Linked DNA regions of Sus scrofa: region 2 is linked to region 1. Evidence: chromatin contacts called from public HiChIP or PLAC-seq data. All regions are on one chromosome and are shown on one strand. The core of a region is the stretch at or near the end of the contact, and the rest is flanking DNA. Distances in the headings are between cores, read along the strand shown. Region 1 overlaps MAML2 (mastermind-like protein 2). Region 2 overlaps MAML2 (mastermind-like protein 2).

What was found. HiChIP or PLAC-seq counts read pairs in DNA pulled down with a chosen protein or histone mark.
Region 2: a contact with region 1 is called in an H3K27ac HiChIP or PLAC-seq map of alveolar macrophages. The contact joins two enhancer-like sites. A contact is called at or near these places in 1 of 47 Hi-C or Micro-C datasets (embryonic fibroblasts) and 1 of 2 datasets of contacts at active chromatin or transcription factors (alveolar macrophages).

What each region holds. Positions count from the first base shown.
Region 1 is chr9:27,996,276-28,001,305 of Sscrofa11.1, forward strand. MAML2 (mastermind-like protein 2) reads right to left here. Exons shown (of 4, transcript XM_021102335.1): 4 at 1-4,961. The coding sequence ends at 3,952. Among named protein-coding and RNA genes, the nearest start is that of MTMR2, 24 kb to the left of the region's middle. Within about 2 kb of position 2,761, at least 16 of the 83 cell types and tissues checked have an H3K27ac peak or open chromatin away from gene starts, as enhancers often do. A contact at or near this core is called in alveolar macrophages, where this site is marked.
Region 2 is chr9:28,283,950-28,288,979 of Sscrofa11.1, forward strand. The region is part of intron 1 of MAML2 (mastermind-like protein 2); the gene reads right to left. Among named protein-coding and RNA genes, the nearest start is that of MAML2, 87 kb to the right of the region's middle. Within about 2 kb of position 2,197, at least 23 of the 83 cell types and tissues checked have an H3K27ac peak or open chromatin away from gene starts, as enhancers often do. A contact at or near this core is called in alveolar macrophages, where this site is marked.

The sequences.
Region 1 (5,030 bases), core at 1,511-4,010:
ATTCAGGACTTCCTTGTATTGAGTCAGTGGCCCCTGTCCCTGCATTGCCTTTCTGCTTGTCAATGGACTAGTTCTGGCTTTGGATGAACTCTCATTTTCATGTGATTTAATTTTAAAGGAGAGGGATGCTTTGCTAAATGAAATTGACTGGCAACCTGAAAACATTCAAAAGTTTGGGTGAACGGTGACTTCTTTATTTTGAAACTGATGCTTTGAATCTTTTTGGTTAACTTTCCACTTAGCTTTGGAAAAAAAAAAAATCAATCACAGACTTTTAGAGTTGGGAAGAAATGCGAAGCTATCTCATCCCCGAGTCTTCATTTTTGAGTGAGGAAACACAGTCTCAGAGATATGAAGTGGAAATTGTGGAGACAGCGTTTAAGCATTTGTACTGCCTTTGGCAACCACGGAGCAGGAAGAAGCTGAACTGTTCTCTCCCTTCCGGACTCACGTTTACGCTCTCGTTCCTAGTTCCATGGCTACACAATGAAGATTCAAAGGTATTTCAGAATTATACATTTCTTTCTCTTAATTTTATTTATTTTTATTGATGTTGTTTTTATTGATTTGTTTTAGAAACGTCTAGAGTCACTGGACAACCACTGTATAAAATATCAATTTTATTATTGCTCCATTAATAATGCTAATAAAAGGGAGAATGTCACACATCTTTTTTGGCAGAAGGGGAAGGTACCATTGAACCCCAACAACATGTTTCAACAGTGGAGCAAGAGAATTTGGTAGCCTTGTTCCCCTTGCCTCCTACACAGGCCCGTCTTTCTTTCAGCCTCTTTGACTCCCCAGAAAGACTATGTAAATATGCTCAGTGAGGCTGTGTTTACCTGGCCCCGCATTCCCTCAGCCTGGGCGAAACAAATGCCACAAAGCAGACCAAGCAAAGGTCCACCGTGCCTGAAAATTAAGCGGTGTTTCTCCAGTATTTAGTAGTTGCTGTGCCTATGAGATCTAAATACAGACTTTCGAAGCAAAGTGAGGAACACTGAAATGAGCCAAGTCAGCATTTCACTAGTATTAGAAGCTTCCCAGAGAGAAATTTGCCCATGACTATTCATAGTTCTCAGAACTTTCTGTGATATAGCAACAATATTACTGGTGACTCAAAGCAGGATTTCATAGAAGAGAACCACTTCTGAATTTTTTTAAACTATTTTTTTTTAACACATGAAATTACACACAATACAAAATACTTGTTTTACAAGTTGAAATCTTTACAGTTACGGATACAATTACAGTAATGCAAGTAATATTAGTGCATTCACTTAGAGCAGTTATCTATCTTCGTCGGGCTTAATGCAAAGCCAGGAATGAATTGTTTGCTTAAATTGCTTTCTAGTCTTTGTATTAAAAAAAGAAAAATTACTTCTACTTTGTGTATAATATGTCAGAATGAGAAACAAGGCCGACAATTAAGTAGTCTGGTATGTCTACGAAAGGGAGATTATATTCTGATAGCTTTTAAGTTGTAAATCCTGAAGTTTTGGTTGTGTATGTCTATCAAATCATCACTATCTCAGCTTTCAGGAGAATTACATCATCTTTGGTTATAGGCTGCCAACAAAACAGAAACTATAGACTACACCAGTTTTTTCCAAAGAATCCTGTATTTTAATGAATAGCTGAATAAATAGACATTAATTATGAAATTCACATTAAGATAGAAGAAAATCCAAACATTCTGATTGCTTTTTCTCTTAAATTTGATAGCTACTACAAAACATACTATTTATGTTAGGGTAAAAATAAGCTGAATCGCAGGAGTGTAACTGGGACGTGCTGGCAGATATATACAATAACATGGAGGAGCCATAAAATGAAAGTGTTTATATGTACATCATTTTTTTCCTTATTTTTTTGCATGGAGAAACACTGTTTTATAAAATGGGAAAACACACAGTAGACCACATGCAACAAGGACCAATACAATGTGCACAGCAGAATAATCCAACAAGACACAAGAACTATGGGTTTAAAAAAGAATTTGGGGGCAGCAAAAAAAAAAAAAAAAAAAAAAAAAAGGAAAGAAGTGAAACCTGGAATGCTTTCTTATTGAGGTTTCAGAATATAAATTTGTCTAACAAGCCTCTTGATAGTTTTCAAAAGTTCCCACTTGACCACCTAGGGTTGAAGTGTAGAGCTAAAAATAAACCATCGTATTATACAAAATTTTGTATATTAGCATACAAAAGGTAACAATTTACTTTTTGTATAAAATATAACCTTTTGATAGTATATTTATTTCACATATGTATAAATATAACCCAAAGAATATGCTTTAAGTATTTCTACCAAAATATTCTTTACAAAAGTTTACAAAACAAGTAATTTATTTATATTTACAACCCAGCACAGAAAAGATTTTCAGGCCAGTGATGTTGGTATTGTGTAAAAGAAAGAGAGTGCTTCTAGTCATCTGGAAGAGGATTTTGTAGAACTTTCAAAATGTGTTCTTTCTAGAACAGGTATTTAAAGAGTTATTAAATGACTTCAGTTAAATATCATTTGATAATTGAATATGTGAGTGTATAACTAAAAAGGATGAAGACAGCCTGTGTTCCTCTGGAATGAGGAAAATGATAGTGATATTTTGTATACATCCCGAATCAGCCCACATCTCCCCCATTTTACAGCTGATCTATTCCGTGACTCAACAGGAACTCTTATTTTGATACAGTGCTCAGCCCTGAGGGAGAAAACCTGGACAGAAAGGGCCCATCTAGCATGTGGCAATGATTCATCACATCAGGGACGGAAGAATGAGTAGGCTGCTACTAACAGGGCATGCTCTGTTTAGCTGTTCACCCAGATCATGCATCCAAATAAGGCCAAATTGTTTTTTCTCTCAATCAGGCTTTCCTTCAAATGCGATAAAATAGATTTGTACCCACCGGTACCTGCCATCCCGGTCCTGACTTTTTGCTTCTTATCTTCAACCAAAACATGATACCTTCTAATCTCAGTTTTGGTCTCTAAACTTCCTTTTCTTACAAATCAGTCTCTGGTCATCAAAATAAGCAGGCAGGGCCAGGCTCAAGTTCACCCAGCTTGAGAACTAATCAGCAGGGTCATCACGATAAGCAACACCCCAGCTTATCTGTGGTCGAATCCATCTCCTTTAGAGCAAGGCCCAGTGGGGTGTTTTCTTTTTTAAAAAGTGAAAGCTGATGCAGACAGGTGTGCACTAATATTTCGGTGTGATTAGGACCAGTTGTGACTGAATCCAAGATGTGGAAACTGGATTCAAAAATTGGTTGTGGAAGCCCAAATGAAGTTGGCCAGCTCTGTGTTCTTGTTTCATCACTAGACATAGCACAGCACATGTGAGAAAAGTGAAAAAGTGAGAGGGTGAATCTGGGGAAGAAATTCCATTGTCCCCTGGATACTCCCTAGGTTCTATCAGAGACCCTGTTTGGTTACTGCAAACAAACCTATAGCGTTTCAGTCTACCCTGGACGTCTTAGGAAACCTAAATGAAAAGGCAGAATGGAGAGATTAAAACATACTTATATATCTATGACAGCAAATTAAGGAATTTGTTGCTTGGAGCTTGGACCTAGTATCTCCTCATGACATGGGGTTTAAACAAGCTACAAATTCTACTACTTTTCTTTCAGGAAGAAAAGGAGCTTAGGAAGCCTATTTTATACAACTAATTACACATCAACATCACAGTTCTGTTTGGAGAAACTGGATACTGTGTTCCGGAGTTTAGACAGGGAAAAGTGATCCCACTGTTTTGCTTTCGGGTTTGAGATTTAAAACAAGCATTTGGACCAAAACGTTTCCTACGGCAGTTACTTTTTTGCTTTCCATTGCTAAACCCAGGTATCTTCATGTCGTTCAGCTAAAAGTCAACAGTTTGGCCTTGACAGAGTCCTTGTAAAATACTGCCTTTTAGTGCTTGGAGTTTGTGAATTGTCTCCTTTTTCTCCTCTAGGAGTTGTTCCCCAAGATTTCATCGAGATTGATGTCTTTCATCCAGTCATCATTACCAGGCTCTGTCTTCAATAAAGAATCGATGAAATCAGCATCACTGTTTAGGGCAGGGCCCATGTTATCAGTCTGTTGGTTGAGAAAGTCAAAAGCTAAGTCACTGCCATGGTCAGTTCCTTGAAAAGCCCTGGAACTTTGGCTGGGTGAAGGAAAACTGCCGGGTGTCAGGGATGGTGGCTGGTTTATGCCTGTCCTCGACCCTGTTCCTGACTGGTTCAAATTCGGCAAAATCTGTGAGCTTAGCTGATTGGGTCTGAGATTCAGACTTCTGAGCGGACCCATGGTTTGTCCATTTAATGTCTGGCTCATTTGGTTCATGGGCCGCATTTGCACTGCTGGTGTTAACTGATTAGGAGGAGCCACCGCTCTCTGGGAGAACTGCTGGCCACCTACCGCCTGCTGCAGGGGCTGGTTTGGAGTATAGGCTGTAGGGGTGCCGGTGGGGAAGCGAACTCCTGTGGACTTCAGTGCTTCCTGCTGTTTGGTTGTTGCTTCTTGAGAGGCCCAGTTTGGCGCTGTTGTGTTGGATGTGATCATTACATTCGATGTTCTCTGGGCTGGCAGGCTTGCCATGCTATGGGTTAAATTTGGTCTTAATTGCTGCGAATTGCCAACAGACCCAGCTCCAAAAGTGGCCACATTATTATTACTATTACTGGGCCCTAAAGTAGGTGGCCGTGGCATCAGAGGGTTGTTCTGACTTGCTATCAATTGGTTTGGGTTTCTCTGTTGGGTGAGTTGATTCATTCCTGAAGTGACGCTGTATGTGCCAGGTTGACTGCAAGGCAGATTCCCGTACATTCCTATGTTCTGAACTGCTGTGGATAAGGATGGCATTCTTGTCCCGTGAGAAGTTGACATGAGGCTGGAATTTGGAGTTAAAATGGGTTGGGTTGAAACTGGGTTTGCCAATGGCTGGTTAGAGTTTAAACTCACTGTTGATGAGCCACCTAAGAAAAAGAAGATAATTATATTAGTTTATAACAGTAGATTATCCTCTCTCTTATATTAATTTAGAA
Region 2 (5,030 bases), core at 947-3,446, 290 kb after region 1:
CCTCTCAGTTCCTCAAAACTACTGTGTTTCTTCCTGCCTCCCTCCCACAAACCTTTATTCTTCCCTTTGCCTGGAGCAATCTTCTACTTAGCCTTCAGATCTCTGTTTAAATATCACCTCCTCAGGGAAGCCTTTCCTGATCTTTTTACGTTTTCCAGACAAACTCTGTTCCCCGTACACCTGTTTAAAGAAACTTCTACTTGCCCCCTGTAGTCCTTGTCACAGTTATTAGCAAATAAGTATTTAATGCTTGTCTTCCTATGCTGCATGGTAAGCTCTTGAGGTTAGAGACTGCGTTCTGACTACAGAGTAGGCAGTCAATACATATTTATTAAATGAATGGATATTGGTGTTCCTCTCCCCAAGTCAATTCTTGAGCTAGAAGGATGAAGCTAGGAAGTCACTCATCTTACACATCCAAAACCACAGAGCCTGTCTAGGCTGGAATACATTTGTTTGACTCTTGTAGCTGCAATAAAGCTCTCAATGGAAAGGAAGAAGGGAAACTGAGCTCCAGGGCTTAATGTGAAAAGAGAGGAGATTCCAGAAAGAAAGAAAGGAATACTTCTGGTCCCAATAGAGTGACAATCTCAGAGACAGAAAAGTACAAGTAGAAAGAGCGAGTGGCAGAATGGAGACTGCAAATGAAAACGGCGATGGCCTTTTTCAGGAGGCCAGATATAGGCACAATATAGTATTTACTGTGATCTCGAGTTTTGCATCGAGATTTTCTGCGGGAAAACATTTCCAATTCTATAGAGGAGTTGTAGGAAAATATTTCAATTTATATAAACTTGTCTTATTGCCAAATTTCCTGTAGCCCATCTACTCCATTAAGCAAGAGGTAACTGGTTTGCATTGTCTTTTTAAAGTTACAATTTTGTGTTATTAGATCACTCTCCTGTCACCCTGAAACTAATCTTTTTATACTCTTTTCTCCTCCATTACCCTATAAATTCTTGAAGTTAAGAATTTTGTGATTTATTTCATTTTGCATTTTCCACACAGAGCACAGTGCCAGCACAGAATATGAATTCATTCTCTCTTGTTACAATGAAGAAACAAAATGCATAGGCATGTCAGGCATTTAGTAAATACATGTCAGATTGAATCTTTGATACATGACTTGGAATTGTTTCCCTTTCAAGGTATTTGTTCAGTGAGCATAATTACAGAGCCCACAAGCCAACCAAGTCTTCATTAGACAGAAAAACCAGAAAAGAGACTTCGAATTTTCAAGATAATAGGACCAGAAGTGGCTACCATGTGCCTACTTCAAGTGCAAAGACAACTCAAAACTTGAGATAAAAAAAAAAAAAAAACTCTAGAAAATTTCTCTGCTCACCACTCCTGACCATCCTCTGTATTCTCTCTTAACTCGGTATCCTAAGGGTGATGGGAAAAGGAGAATGCAAGGTAAAAAGAAATGGAAAGACAGATGGGACAGGAAAGACAGCTAATAACAGAAAAGAAAGAATGGATGGAGATGAGGAGCAAAGGGGAGACTGAAGGGAAGGTGAGGACTGGAATCACAACAGAAAATACAAAGAATGGAGTCAATACCTTCTCATTTTCTCCAGTCTCTGATTTTTTCCAGTCTGATAAAAGTGCATACGGATGTGTGTACTTGATCCTAATGTATGGCTTGCTCAAATCTCACAACTTCTTTTAAAAGAAATTAATTCGGAGTTAAATGTCTTCAATTTTTACAACCATATGCTTGTGGCTTTGGACATCTTCTGGTCCTGTTTATTAAAACCATCAACCAAGACCAGAGGTATAGCAGTAGAACTCCCTTAGCAGATGATGAATACAATCTAGTCCCACATTTACAGAAAGTGAAACTTCTTGAGTGTACATCATAATCTGCCTGTGCTGTAAACATGCCATGTTTTTATTTGCATAACATACAGATTGTTACCTGAGTGGCTTGTAGAAATGGGAATGGAATCAGGTCCTGATATGGGATAAAACTATGACACAACACATATAGGTAGCAAGGGAAAAAAATGTTTGCTTTAAATAGGTGAATTATATTTTCTAGTGCCTTAAAAAAAAAAAAAAAAAGAATGAAACTGAAAGAGGCAGCTTGAAGAAGCTTACACGTGTTTCAAACCCACATCCTGTTGTTATCCACCGCCCTGGCACAGAGGAGCTGGGAGGTGAACATTCTCACCAGGGTCCCATTTGTTCTGATTTGCAGACACCTCCTCCAAAGGGGGAAGTCACATTCACTCGCCCTGCTCCACATGGCTGGGCAATGGCCCAGGCGCCACCACTGAAGAGCATCATTTACTGAGTAAACATCTAAGCCCAAGAATACGGTGGTCAAATGCAGTGAGCTTAGACCTTCAGTTTAAAAGATTCTCTGTGCTTTATTCCAGCCACTATCAGCAGATTCTAAATCACGCGGGAGCAGAGCCCATGGGCCTGATGCTTAAAAGACATGATGACAATAACAAGAAAGGGGTAATGGGAGTCAGCCAGGGAGAATAAGAGCAACATGGTATACCCAGACTTTTGTTCCTTTTTCTTTACTTATTGGGTTGAAATGCTTGCATTTTTGCTTCAGGCAGATGTCATACTCTACCTTTTGTACAGGAAGCTGGAGAAGAAGGGGAGGATGACTGGTAGGAAGCAAGAAGAGGAGGACTTGCTAGGTGGGAGCAAAGAGTATTTTATAAGCCAAATGGCATTCTTTTTGGTTATTGGCCCAATTAGTTAAAAAACAAAATTTATAACTCTGTTCAGAACCCTTTCAAAGGGTGAAACCAATCCAAACAAACTTATGTTCCAATCATTGGACACTTGTTTTAAACGTGTATCTTGAAGTTGCTCCTTGATGTTCTTTTACTTAGCAACCACAGGCTCTTCCGAGCTACTTGCACGTCGTTTTAATTTTCTAAGAGGAGACCAGCCCCCTTCAAGATGTTCCACCAACTCGGCCTTGTTCTCCTCAGACGTTTCTTCTTTTTCTTCTTCCGAAAAGCATGTGTTGATAGGCTACAGGGAGTTGATTAAGATTTATTTTTTTAGACACGGTTTTCCCCTTGCCACTGTCAGTTGGCATCACTTGGATGGGAAACCGGGGTGAAGGATTCCAAGGCGGTTTGCTCCAATGCTTCCTTCTCACTAACCCTTGAAAAGGAAAACTGCCGAGAATGAGATGAAAATCTCTCTGCATCTGGAAGCATTTACACACAGAGGTGTCCTTCCCTTCAGTTGTTTGTCTAGAGTTTCCATTTCGGAACCAACTCGCCTTTCTCCTGTGGGGATGCTGAACACAACTGTTGGCAAAATCCATTTTATGCACCAATCCAGAGGCTCCTACAAGCTTAATCAGGCTGCAAAGGCTAACTGTGACTCATAAGATTTCCCCGACACACACACAAAAGTCAGAAGTCAAAAGAGAGCCAGTTGCTGAGGCCGACAGCAGCCACCAGCTAAACTGACAACTCAGCATATTGTCATCAAACCAGTTTCCTGCTTGGAAGACCTTGACTCCTCTTAGTAAGGGTGTCAGCACCTCTTTTCCCCAAACAATCTCAACATGAATGACAGGGCCTGAGTCCAGCAGAAGGTGTCTTTAATCTTTTTATGGTTCAATATAAAGGTTACCTGAAGAAAAGCCTTAGGATATGCTTTCAAGATACTGAGTTCCCTCTCTCGTTTTTTTTTCCTGAACATCAGTGTGTCATGTTTAGATTCAATCATTCTTTTAAAGAAGCAGAGAGGATGGGCTGGTCATCCACAGAGAAAGCTTATTCAACAAGACTTCCTATGGTCCTAGAAGCACCTGTGCATATTCCTACAGGCCTGTCAATCAAAGGACTCTTCTGAAACCCAGATTCCAACTGACTGTGGGGTGTATGTTCCCTCTGCGTGATGTGTATGTAGGAGGCAAAGCAGCGGAGTCTAGAAGGGTGATGGTTAGAAGAGAAAGAAGAGGAACCAGTCGGTACTCAGGCAATGCTGAACTAAAGGAGGTCCTTCAAGAACCCAGGCCGTGGCAGATACTCTCGCCACATCCACTCTTGCCCATCCCTTCACCCTATTTTGAATGCCAATGCAATACCCCAAGTGTAAGACTGTGAGAGAAAGGAGAGAATCACAGAGATACTGGCCCTGAGGCTTGATATTTCTGAGTGACTAAATGAATACCAACCAGGCCCCATCTCCAGAAAGAGGGAATTGTGAACAGAAAAATCTCTATTTGTCTTAAACATTGTCACAGTCAGTGTTGGATTATTTGCAGTCCTCCCTCCCCACCCCCACCCCCCCCAAAAAAATCCTGATTTATTTGATAGGGAAGGCAGATCAAATACACTACTTATTCTCAGAGAGCTTTGAGGGGAGAGGGCAGTTTTGAAAAATTCAAGTAAAATTTAATATCCTTCAGAAGGTAAAACCAATTTAGCGTATGCTAGGGCCTCATAATTTTGTTTTCAACTTTCATGTCTGCAACAACGTAATATCATTACTCCATCCCCTGGTTCATGACATTTATTTAGAGGAAGGACAAGACGTATATAGTTGTAACCATGGAATTGCTTTGTTGACTGTTTGTATATATGTTTATCTAAATCTCTAATCTTATTTTTCTGTATAAGCCAAAGGTATCGGCTAATGGGATTCTTGGCTTAGCCTCAGTCTTTTTATAATACTGGATCATTTTCAGAGACTTTTAAGAGAAATGTGACATCACAAATGGAAGGAGCAAAATAATCTTGCACGGTCACTAGCAAACTACATGACACTGTGGAAGTTACTTCAACTCCCTGAACCTCATAGGGCTCATCTATAAATCAAAGAGCTGAATTAGGTCATTCTTTCAGCTTGATGTCCTAAAAAGTTTGATTAGCAGCAGCCAAGTTGTCTACTCACAGCAATTTTATGATTCTTTTTCACCAACATGTAATATGTCATATTTCCAATACATCACCATGGACAAGAATTTAAATTTTAAAATGTATATTTGATAGGGTCAGAGTTCATAAAACTCAATGGCATTCTCTGACTCAAAGAGCCAT